2 separate regions of the Pan troglodytes genome follow, and region 1 is linked to region 2. The links are chromatin contacts, called in public capture Hi-C maps. All regions are on one chromosome and are shown on one strand. The core of a region is the stretch at or near the end of the contact, and the rest is flanking DNA. Distances in the headings are between cores, read along the strand shown.

Region 1 (5,161 bases), core at 1,366-3,865, 94 kb after region 2:
CATTGCATTTTGCAAGCTAAGAAGGCATTAGTTAGGGGAAGAGAAGAAGTTTCCAGAACAATCAAGCTCTGAGACCATTTCCCTAACCTGTGTTACCAGATCACTTGTTGCACCCTTGGCTAGAGGTAAATTCACTGTGAAGTTAGCAGAGTTTAAGCCCCAGGGCCCCTCACCTGCACAAACTCCTTTTAAAGCCCAAGAAGGGTCCTAGTAATGTTGTATTTATAATTCTGCATTCTTTTTCTTAAGGAGAGCCACCTAATTTAGGCCTCTGCATCAATGGACTTGCCAAGACCCTTTTAACGCCCTTCCTCTCACCCCTCTCAATCTATAGCATATACTTAACAGTCCTATTTGGCTCTGCCTCCTCAAATACTGTTTCTCAGCAGCTCATCCTAGCCCTTCAGCCTTTACTTCCTTAACCTAAACAATCCAGGTTCTAGAGTTTTCCCTACAGGCCCTGTTCTCTACCTCTTTAGTCATCTTTACTGCTGTTTTTGTTTTATTTTATTTATTTATTTTATTGAGACGGAGTTTTGCTCTTGTTGCCCAGGCTGGAGTGCAATGGCGCAATCTCAGCTCACTGCAACCTCTGCCTCCCGGGTTCAAGCAATTCTCCTGCTTCAGTCTTCCCGAATAGGTGGGATTACTGGCATGCACCACCACGCCAGGCTAATTTTGTAGTTTTAGTAGAGATAGGGTTTCTCCATGTTGGTCAGGATGGTCTCTAACTCCTGACCTCAGGTGATCCGCCCACCTTGGCCTCCCAAAGTGCTAGGATTACGGGCGTGAGCCACCATGCCCTGCCTTTTACTGCTGTTTTTGAAGACTCAAAAAAGTTTTTCCTTAAGTGGTAGTTTCCAGAACGGATGTGTTTTTGTAAATGGCAAGCCTGGTTCCTGACCAAATGGCATTCGAGCAGGGAGGGCCACGTGGGGCCCTCAGAACAGCCTCTCTGCCCATTGTTTCCCTACCTCCCACCCCCCAACTTCAGAATGACAAAGTTTCATCTGATGAAAGGAGGCAGTGGCTGGGGAGAAAGTAGAAGGGGCAACAGGAGAGGGAGCAACAGGAGAGAGGGTACCCTTCCACTTCCTTAGAGATGGGACCTCTCTTTTAAGATGCTTTTGGCAGTATTTCAAGCTGCTGATGGGCCCAAGAGGGAAGGAAACTGACATCATTCATACCTACACTGTGCCAGGCACATGGGCTTTCCAGACACTGTATCATGGAATCCTTGCTACATCCCTGAAAGAGAGAGACTCCTCATTTTATTTTATTTTATTTATTTATTTTTGAGACAGAGTCTTGGTCTGTTGCCCAGGCTGGAGTGCACTGGCATGATCTCGGCTCACTGCAATCTCTGCCTCCCGGGTTCAATTGATTCTCTTGCCTCAGCCTCCCGAATAGCTGGGATTACAGGTATGAGCCACCATGCCTGGCTAATTTTTTTTTTTATTATTTTTTGTAGAGATGGAAGGCTTCACCATGTTGGTCAGGCTGGTCTCGAATTCCTGACCTCAAGTGATGTGCCTGCCTTGGCCTCCCAAAGTGTTGGGATTACAGGCGTGAGCCACCGCACCTGACCAAAACTCCCCATTTTGTAGCTGAGGAAACTGAAGCACAGCCAGCAAGGGCCAGGTCAGGCCCAGCTAACTTAAGAGTCCAGCCTCTAACCCCAGCCCATGTACCCCCATCCTTTATTGATTCTCCCAGGGACTACTACCTACATTCAAGTCCTAAATGAAAATTGGTGAGCATCACAACAAAAATCCACTTGGAAATAAGTTTAATAAATGAAAAAGTCAGGCAGGCCAAACTCCTGATTCTGGGAGATCTGTATAATAGAAGAAGACTCATCAGTGACCTGGGAGTCCTCCCAGAGTTGGGATTCACTTCTAGAGAGAAAAAAAATATTTATTGACAAGAAAAGGCAGGAGATCTAGGCCCCAAACCAGAAGATGGGGATGAAAGTTAGGCTGGACAGACTATAGTGTGGGGATAACAATGAACAATGAAAGTAATGAGAATAGCAACTATTGTTTACTGAGTGCTTACGAGGTGCCAGGCACTGTAATACACACACACACACACACACACACGCACACACACACACACACACGTTATATAGGTTAGTGCATTTTATCCTCACAGCAACCCCAACTAAATCTTATACACAGAAGCAGTGGTGAAGCAGACCAAAGTCTGTGCTTCTGTGTGTAAGAGTCTTCATCTTCAGGCTCCTCAACCTAAAAATACAAATGATAACCATGCATTTTTAGTAGGGTTGTTGTGTAACGCTACTAAATGTAACCACTAGGCTTTACTAAGTCTCGGAGAATGGGAGTGGGAGAAATCTAGCCCTGGTAAATGACACAAACATAGAGAAGCAGGGCTTACAAAGTGCCATAACTTGGGAGGGTGGGGCATAGGGGTGGCTAGGGCTCATCCAGACCCAGATCTTGCAGGCAGCAGAGGTGACTCATGGGAACTTCGGAAGCTAGCAGTTGAGTGCTTTGTACCAAGTTTGCAAACAAAGCTCTTGGGTTCAGAGAGGGTGGAGAGATGCAGAGTCTATCAATATCCATTGGCCTCTCTCCGGATTGGCTCAGGAATCTGAGTGGGAGGAGCTTAGGTCTCAGGGATGATGACGTGAGGCTGGACTAGGAAGCTGCAGCTCGCTGGGCTCCTTCACCTTCAAGGTGCTCCTACCCCAGCGCTGGAGTCACACACTTGTGTTTGGATCCTGCCCTTCCCACCTCTGGGACTTCGACTTAAGATTTAACAACCTTGAGCCCCAGTTTTCTGTAAAGTGGAGAGAATCAGAATATATATAGCCAAATGATAGATAATAATTGTGCCCTTGGGAGAAGTCAGTGAGGCGCTGCATATGAAGGACTAACACAGTGCCTCGAATGCTGCATGCTAGCAAATAGCAGCCAGATTATTGCCAGATTCCTATTCAGGGGAGCCAGAGAAGCTTTTTCTACTTTCCGCTTCCTTCTCCTCCCATTGCCTTCTTTGGTAGGGAAGTGGAATTGTATTCCAGAGGCAGAGTACATGTAATGCCTCTCTCACCTTTCATTCTTTTCACCTCTGAATGATTTTTATTAGTTTTGTAGTTCACAGCCTATTTCACAAAGTTGTAATTTGTCTCTTGCCTGGAGAATATTAAACTGTTACATAAAAGCAATAGATTTTTTTATGCTAGGAATTTTCACTATGCCGATTTTCTATGTCTTTTATAGATAAGACATTGGATCAGCCATGGTTCATTGATTGAAAACATCAGTGACCAATTCTGGTCTTAATAACAACAACAACAAAAATATTTTATTGGAAAGATATGGGATAGCTTACCGAAGGAAAGCTGAATGTCAAGCCTCAGAAAAAGCACACAGGGTAGCTCCAGGGATCTAGGTAGCAGAAAGTTTTGTTTGTTTGTTTGTTTTGTTTTGAAACAGGGTCTCACTCTGTCGCCCAGGCTGGAAGTGCAGTGGTGCAATCACGACTCACTGCAGCCTCAACCTCCTAGGTTCAGGTGGTCCTCCTGCCTCAGCCTCCTGAGTAGCTGGGACCACAGGTGCCACCATGTCTAGCTAATTTTTTTCTTTTGTATTATTTGTAGAGACAGGGTTTCGCTATGTTGCCCAGGCTGGTCTCGAACTCCTAGGCTCAAGCAATCCTCCAGCCTTGGCCTCCAAAAATACTGGGATTAGAGGGGTGAGCCACCATACCCTGCCTCATAATATCTTCTAATTGCTAGTTCATTTTCAAATTTCCTCAATTGATAAAAGAATTTTTTTTTTTTGAGACAGAGTCTCGCTCTGTCGCCCAGGCTAGAGTGCAGTGGCGCAATCTTGGCTCACTGCAACCTCTGCCTCCTGGGTTTAAGCGATTCTCCTGCCTCAGCTGCCTGAGTAGCTGGGATTACAGGCATGCGCCACCACGCCTGGCTAATTTTTGTATTTTTAGTAGAGATAGGGTTTCACCATGTTGGTCAGGCTGGTCTCGAACTCCTGACCTTGTTATCCACCCGCCTCAGCCTCCCAAAGTGCTGGGATTACAGGCGTGAACCATCATACCCGGCCTAAGAATGTATTTTGTAGACTTTTTCCCAAATCGAGATTGTATCGAAGTTCACTCATTGCAATTTGTTATTGGGTCTCTTTACTCTCTTTTAGTCTAAATCCCCTCCATTTGTGGATTTTTCATGATATTGACATTTTGAAGAGTTTAGGCTAGCTGTCATGTAAAAAATTTTTACATTTTTTTGGTATAGTATTTTTTATTGTGGTAAAATATGCATAAGATTACAGTTTTAACTATTTTAAAGTGTACAAATCAGTGGCATTAAGTACATTTACAATGTTGTACAACCATCACCACTATCAATTTCTGGAACTTTTTTTTTTTTTTTGAGATGGAGTCTTGCTCTGTCGCCAGGCTGGAGTGCAGTGGTGTGATCTCGGCTCACTGCAACCTCCACCTCCCAGGTTCAAGCGATTCTCCTGCCTCAGCCTCCTGAGTAGCTGGGACTGCAGGCACGCGCCACTACACAGCTAATTTTTGTGTTTTTAGTAGAGACAGGGTTTCATCATATTGGCTAGGATGGTCTCAGTCTCTTGACTTCGTGATCTGTCTGCCTCGGCCTCCCAAAATGTTGGGATTACAGATGTGAGCCACCACGCCCTGCCAATTTCTGGAACTTTTTTTTATCATCACGAACTAAAACTCTGTACCACTAAACAATAACCCTCCATTACTCCCTACCTCTAGCTTCTGGGAACCTTTTTTCTACCATCTGTATCTATGAATTTGCCTATTTTAGGTACCTCGTGTAAGTGGAATCATATATGTCCCTTTGTATTTGGCTTATTTCATTTAGCATAATGAATGTTTTCAAGTTTCAGCCGTGTTGTAGCATGTATCAGACTTTCATTCTCCGCATTGCTTTTTTTTTTTTTTTTTTTTGAGACAGAGTCTCAATCTGCTGCCCAGGCTGGAGCTCAATGGTGTGATCTTGGCTCACTGCAACCTCCACCTCCCAGGTTCAAGCCATTCTCCTGCCTCAGCCTCCCAAGTAGCTGGGACTACAGGCATGCGCCACCACGCCCAGCTAATTTTTGTATTTTAGTAGAGACGGGGTTTCACCGTGTTG
Region 2 (5,127 bases), core at 1,283-3,782:
GAACCCAGAGGCTGATGCATCAGTTAGGAGTGTTTTGGCTGCAAGGAATAATGGCAAAAAGAATTAGAGGAATATTTTACTTCCATAAGTGGAGACAGGTGGTTTCAGGTATTGTTCATGGTGGAATCATTCATTCAGTAATACCTCCAGGGAAACAGGCTCTTACTATGCTTCTCCGTCCTCTGTGGAGGGTTTGGCATCTCATAGTTGCAAGAAGTTTCTAGCACCACATCTTATAACAACTACCAAACAGAAATAAGTCATCCAGGGAGCAAAATTTTTCCCAGAAGATGTCACTGGTTAGAAAATGGGTCACAGGGACCCCTCTTGGTAAGTTTGGCTGGGAGAGCTGCGAAGAACAGACAGGCAATATACCAAGCCTTACTCCTTGGGATTGGGCACCTGTTTCCAATAAAATAAAGTTGGTAAAGATGAAAGAATGCCTGCTGGAAAGGCCGGGCGGGGTGGCTCACGCCTGTAATCCCAGCACTTTGGGACGTCAAGGCAGGCGGATCACAAGGTCAGGAGATCGAGGCCATCCTGGCTAACACGGTGACACCCTGTCTCTACTAAAAATACAAAAAATTAGCCGGACGTGGTAGCAGGCGCCTGTAGTCCCAGCTACTCGGGAGGCTGAGGCAGGAGAATGGCGTGAACTCGGGATGCGGATCTTGCAGTGAGCCGAGATCGCGCCACTGCACTCCATCCTGGGCGACAATGAAACTCCGTCTCAAAAAAAAAAAAAAGAATGCCTGCTAGAAACAACAGTGTCTGGCACAGAAGGGGTGGGACTTGAGGGAAAGATGTTTCAGTCAGAGAGAATGGCATGTGCAAAGGCCCAGAGGGTAAGAGAATAGCCCATTCATGGGACTGAACAACATTTGTTATGCTTAGAGCACAGACGAGGTGAGATGAGATCAGGGAGATCATAATGGCATATTGAGGAATTTGGGTTTCAGTCAGGACATCGTATTTTCCTAGATGGACCAAAGTCTTCCCACTTACTTTCTGGCACATTTTAATGACAGACCCACTGGGAAGATCAGCAGTGGTCCCAGCCCATTCTCATAACCCTGCTTGGAGCAATCTCTGTGATGACGTGGCTGGGGAGAGGAGTGTATGCTGGGCATTGACTTGAGGCAGTACAGTCAAGACTGGCCTCCAGGGTGGGGCTGTGGCTATGGCAGTGCCATCCTCTCCCACCCCTTCATCCATGAATAGGTTAAGGGGAGCTCTCTGGGTAGGGAAGGCTTGCTGGAGGAGTGCCAGGGCCCAGAAGAAAATGAAAGGCTGGATGAGCCACTTTTCTTGTTTTCTGTAAATAGTGGAGCAGATAGGCTCCCCAGCTGTGGAGCCAACTGCTGGCAAGATGACCTTTGTGGGCAGAGGTGAGGTGGAAGGAGCCAGCCAGGTATGGGTAGAAACCCGGCATATGGGCCAGTAACATCAACTCTGAGCCTCAGCATCCTGGTATGTAAAGTGGGAACTGCACCTTTAAAATGAAGTGTAGGCTGGGCGTGGTGGTTCATGCCTGTAATCCGAGCACTTTGAGAGGCCGATGCAGGCAGATCACTAGAGGTCAGGAGTTTGAGACCACCCCGGCCAACATAGTGAAACCCCGTCTCTACTAAAAATAAAAAATTAGCTGGGCACGGTGGTGCAGGCATGGTGGTACGTGCCTGTGTCCCAGCTACTTGGGAAGCTGAGGCAGGAGAATCACGAACCCGGGAGGTGGAGGTTGCAGGCAGTGAGCCAAGATCTTGTGCCACTGCACTCCAGCCTGGGTGACAGAGCGAGACTCTGTCTCAAAAAAAAAAAAAAAAAAAAATTGTAACCACTGAAAGAAAGCATCAGCTGTTGTTGCCTTCGGCATTCCAGTCACCTGAACGCCCGCACCCTATGGCTGTGGCTTCTCAGCTGCTTCCTGGAGCAGCCACAGCCAGCTTCACTTTCTGGCCCCTCCCGCTTCCCTGGGGCCCCAGTGGAAGTAGGAAGAAATGTGTGGGAGGTTGTGGATGGGTCTGGGCCTGCTCTAAGGGTGGAACTCAAGGAAACAGGATTTGCCCCTCTAGATTTCCTTCTCCCTCTCCCCAACCTCAACCTAGCACATCTGGATCATCTGCCTCTTGCTGGAGGTTATCAGTGCTTCTCACCATTAGAACTGGGGGCTCGGAGCTCGACAAGGGCCCTGTGGAATGAGTGCAAAAGGGCGTGAAGTCACCCACCTCCTTGAGTTTTCTGCTCTACCACTCATTAGCATTGTGTCTCTGGCAAATCATTTCCCCTCTCTGGACTTTAGCTGCCTCCTCTGGTAAAATGAGGGTAAAAACACCGTCTCCATTCGTGTTTTGCAAATCAGTGAGATTCTGTTCATTATAAAACAAATGGAGGCAAACCTTCCAAATGGAGACAATATGCCTGCATTTGGCATCAGACAGACTGGAGTTTGAATCCTGACTCTACTGTGTGTGGTATCCTGAGGACTGAGGAGGTCAGGGAAGCCAGGTGCCCAGCACAGTGGGGTGCACAGTGGCCGTTCCTCCCTGCCCCACTCCTGCTGGTTGTTCCCTGCTTAAATAAAGGGATGAAAGAGCTGAGGATTGAGGACACCTGGGAAGCTTGTTAAAAAGACATTTCTTTTTTTTTTTTTTTTTTGAGACAGGGTCTTTGTTGCCCAGGCTGCAGTGTGGTGGCACGATGATCATGGCTCACTGCTGCCTCAACCTCCCGGGCTCAAACTATCCTGCCTCACTATGTTGCTCAGGCTGGTCTCGAACTCTGGAGCTCAAGCAGTCCTCCCACCTCAACCTCCTACAGTGCTAGGATTATAGGCATAAGCCACCGCACCTGGCCTACAAGGACATTTTCTGATCTCCCTGAAGATTCTGATTCAGGGTGGGGTATGTGTGTGTGTGGTGGGGAGACAGACAGCTGGATCTTTAACAAGCTCCCAACTTAACCCAGCCAGGGATGGAGCCATCAGGCAGGGACAGCCAGTCCTCCAAGAGGTGGGGGGTGGGTGGAGCTTAGGGTTCTGTCAGTGATGCCATTATCCTAACCACATACCTGTGGCTTAGTGGGGCTGCCATTCCTCTGGTGGGAGATAGGCAAGCATAGCTAGAAACAGCCTCTGAAGGATTGAACCCTCCTCTCCTTGGCTTCCTCTGGAGTCCTTCCAAGCCTGTATTGCTCCATGGGCTGCTACCTTGGAATCGCCTGGGTGCTTGTTAAAATTTCACTCTTCCTGGCCCCATCACCAGCACTGCTATATCAGAATCTTTTTTTTTTTGAAATGGGGTCTTGCTCTGTCACCCAGGCTGGAGTGCAGTTGCGATCATGGCTCACTGCAGCCTCAATCTCCTGGGCTTGAACGATCCTCCTACCTCAGTCTCCCAAATAGCTGGGACTGCAGGTGCAAACCACCATACTTAGCTATTTTTTTTTTTCTTGGTAGAGATGGGGTCTGGATTTGTTGCCCAGGCTGGTCTCGAACTCCTGGTCTCAAGTGATCCTCTACGGCAGCCTCCCACAGTGATGAGATTACAGACATACACCACTACGCCTGGCCTAAGCCTTTATTTAATTAATTTATTTTATTTTTTATTTTTTTGAGATGGAGTCTCACTCTTGTCAACCAGGCTGGGGTGCAATGGTGCAATCTCAGCTCACTGCAACCTCGACCTCCTGGGTTCAAGCGATTCTCCTGCCTCAGCCTCCCGAGTAGCTGGGATTACAGGCGCCCACCACCATGCCTGGCTAATTTTTGTATTTTTAGTACAGACGGGGTTTCACCATGTTGACCAGGCTGGTCTTGAACTCCTGACCTTGGGTGATCCACTCACCTCAGCCTCCCAAAGTGCTAGGATTACAGGCGTGAGCCACCCCGCCCGGCTAAACTTTTATTTTTAACAAGTTCTCCAACTGAGTCTGATGTGGGGAAAGGAGTTGACCCCTAAGCCTGGGACACTCGACAGGAGCTTGGGTAAATAAAGTGATTTTCATTTACTGAATTCCTGGTACGTGCCAGTCATCATGCTAAGTGTGAGGTAGGGAGTATGTGTGGCTCTTACAGACTCAGGAAATAGGCTCAGAAAACATTCACTGCAGGGCTCAAGCTGAGGACCAGAGGCGGCGGTTAAGCCCTCATCTGGCAGATTCTTAGAGCTGGCATTTGAGAATGTTCACCTATGCCATGGCCCAGTTTGCTTTCCTCTGTGGCCTGACACCTCTGCTCCCTGCTAAGCCCAATATTTTGGTTGTGGTAGGGGGCGGTGGGGAGAGGTATTAATAGAAATAGAGTAACTTTCAGTGCAGAATGTGCAAAGCTGGAGCACTGAGTGCAGTCCTAGGCTTTTGCCAGAACTCTGAGGTGCAAGGGTTTGTCTTCTCCCTCAGCCTGATGGCTATGGGGACAGGGATGGCTTTGTCTCCCTCTCAGCCAGATATGGCTTCAGAAGGCAGAAACTTCTCTTTCCCAGAGGCTGGGCATTTCTGAAGGCAGGTCTGTCTCCCCTTCTGTTGAGGGCACCTGTGGGCAGGGCTTTGTCACACCCATTGTACTGGCCTCCTGTGGGCAAACTGGCTGTGTGTCCCCTCAGACAGGGTGCCTTCTGAAAGCAGCTTTGGGTCTTTTTCATCAACTTGGGGCTCACTGGATTTGGGGCTGTACCCATTGAATTGAAGCCCGGGCTCCCGAGGACAGGGCTGTGTCCCCATCTCCCCCAGGCTTGGGACTCCTGAGGACAGGGCTGTGTCCCCATCTCCCCCAGGCTGGGGGCTCCTGAGGACAGGGCTGTGTCCCCATCTCCCCCAGGCTTGGGGCTCCTGAGGACAGGGCTGTGTCCCCATCTCCCCCAGGCTGGGGGCTCCTGAGGACAGGGCTGTGTCCCCATCTCCCCCAGGCTTGGGGCTCCTGAGGACAGGGCTGTGTCCCCATCTCCCCCCAGGCTGGGGGCTCCTGAGGACAGGGCTAAAACCTTCTCTAGGTCAGGGCTCATCTCCCCCTCAGTCAAAGGACCCAGTTCCTCTCTCCCCTGCCAGCCCAAGCCCAGCCCTTCCTCCCAGAGGGGCGCAGCATCAGAGGGGCCCAGCCCAGTATTGTGGGATGAGCTGGTGTGCCTGGCTGGA

The links. Capture Hi-C pulls out chosen DNA fragments and counts their contacts.
Region 1: a capture Hi-C map of stem cell-derived neural stem cells shows a contact between it and region 2, with 2.1 times the contacts expected there. The contact joins two enhancer-like sites. A contact is called at or near these places in 5 of 7 Hi-C or Micro-C datasets (blood, induced pluripotent stem cells, a lymphoblastoid cell line and 1 more), 1 of 1 datasets of contacts at active chromatin or transcription factors (stem cell-derived excitatory neurons) and 1 of 1 other capture datasets (stem cell-derived neural stem cells).

The regions. Positions count from the first base shown.
Region 1 is chr1:202,888,881-202,894,041 of NHGRI_mPanTro3-v2.0_pri, forward strand. No RefSeq gene overlaps it. Among named protein-coding and RNA genes, the nearest start is that of EYA3, 15 kb to the right of the region's middle. Within about 2 kb of position 2,616, at least 13 of the 24 cell types and tissues checked have an H3K27ac peak or open chromatin away from gene starts, as enhancers often do. A contact at or near this core is called in induced pluripotent stem cells and stem cell-derived neural stem cells, where this site is marked.
Region 2 is chr1:202,795,434-202,800,560 of NHGRI_mPanTro3-v2.0_pri, forward strand. No RefSeq gene overlaps it. Among named protein-coding and RNA genes, the nearest start is that of PTAFR, 22 kb to the right of the region's middle. Within about 2 kb of position 2,533, at least 3 of the 24 cell types and tissues checked have an H3K27ac peak or open chromatin away from gene starts, as enhancers often do. A contact at or near this core is called in induced pluripotent stem cells and stem cell-derived neural stem cells, where this site is marked.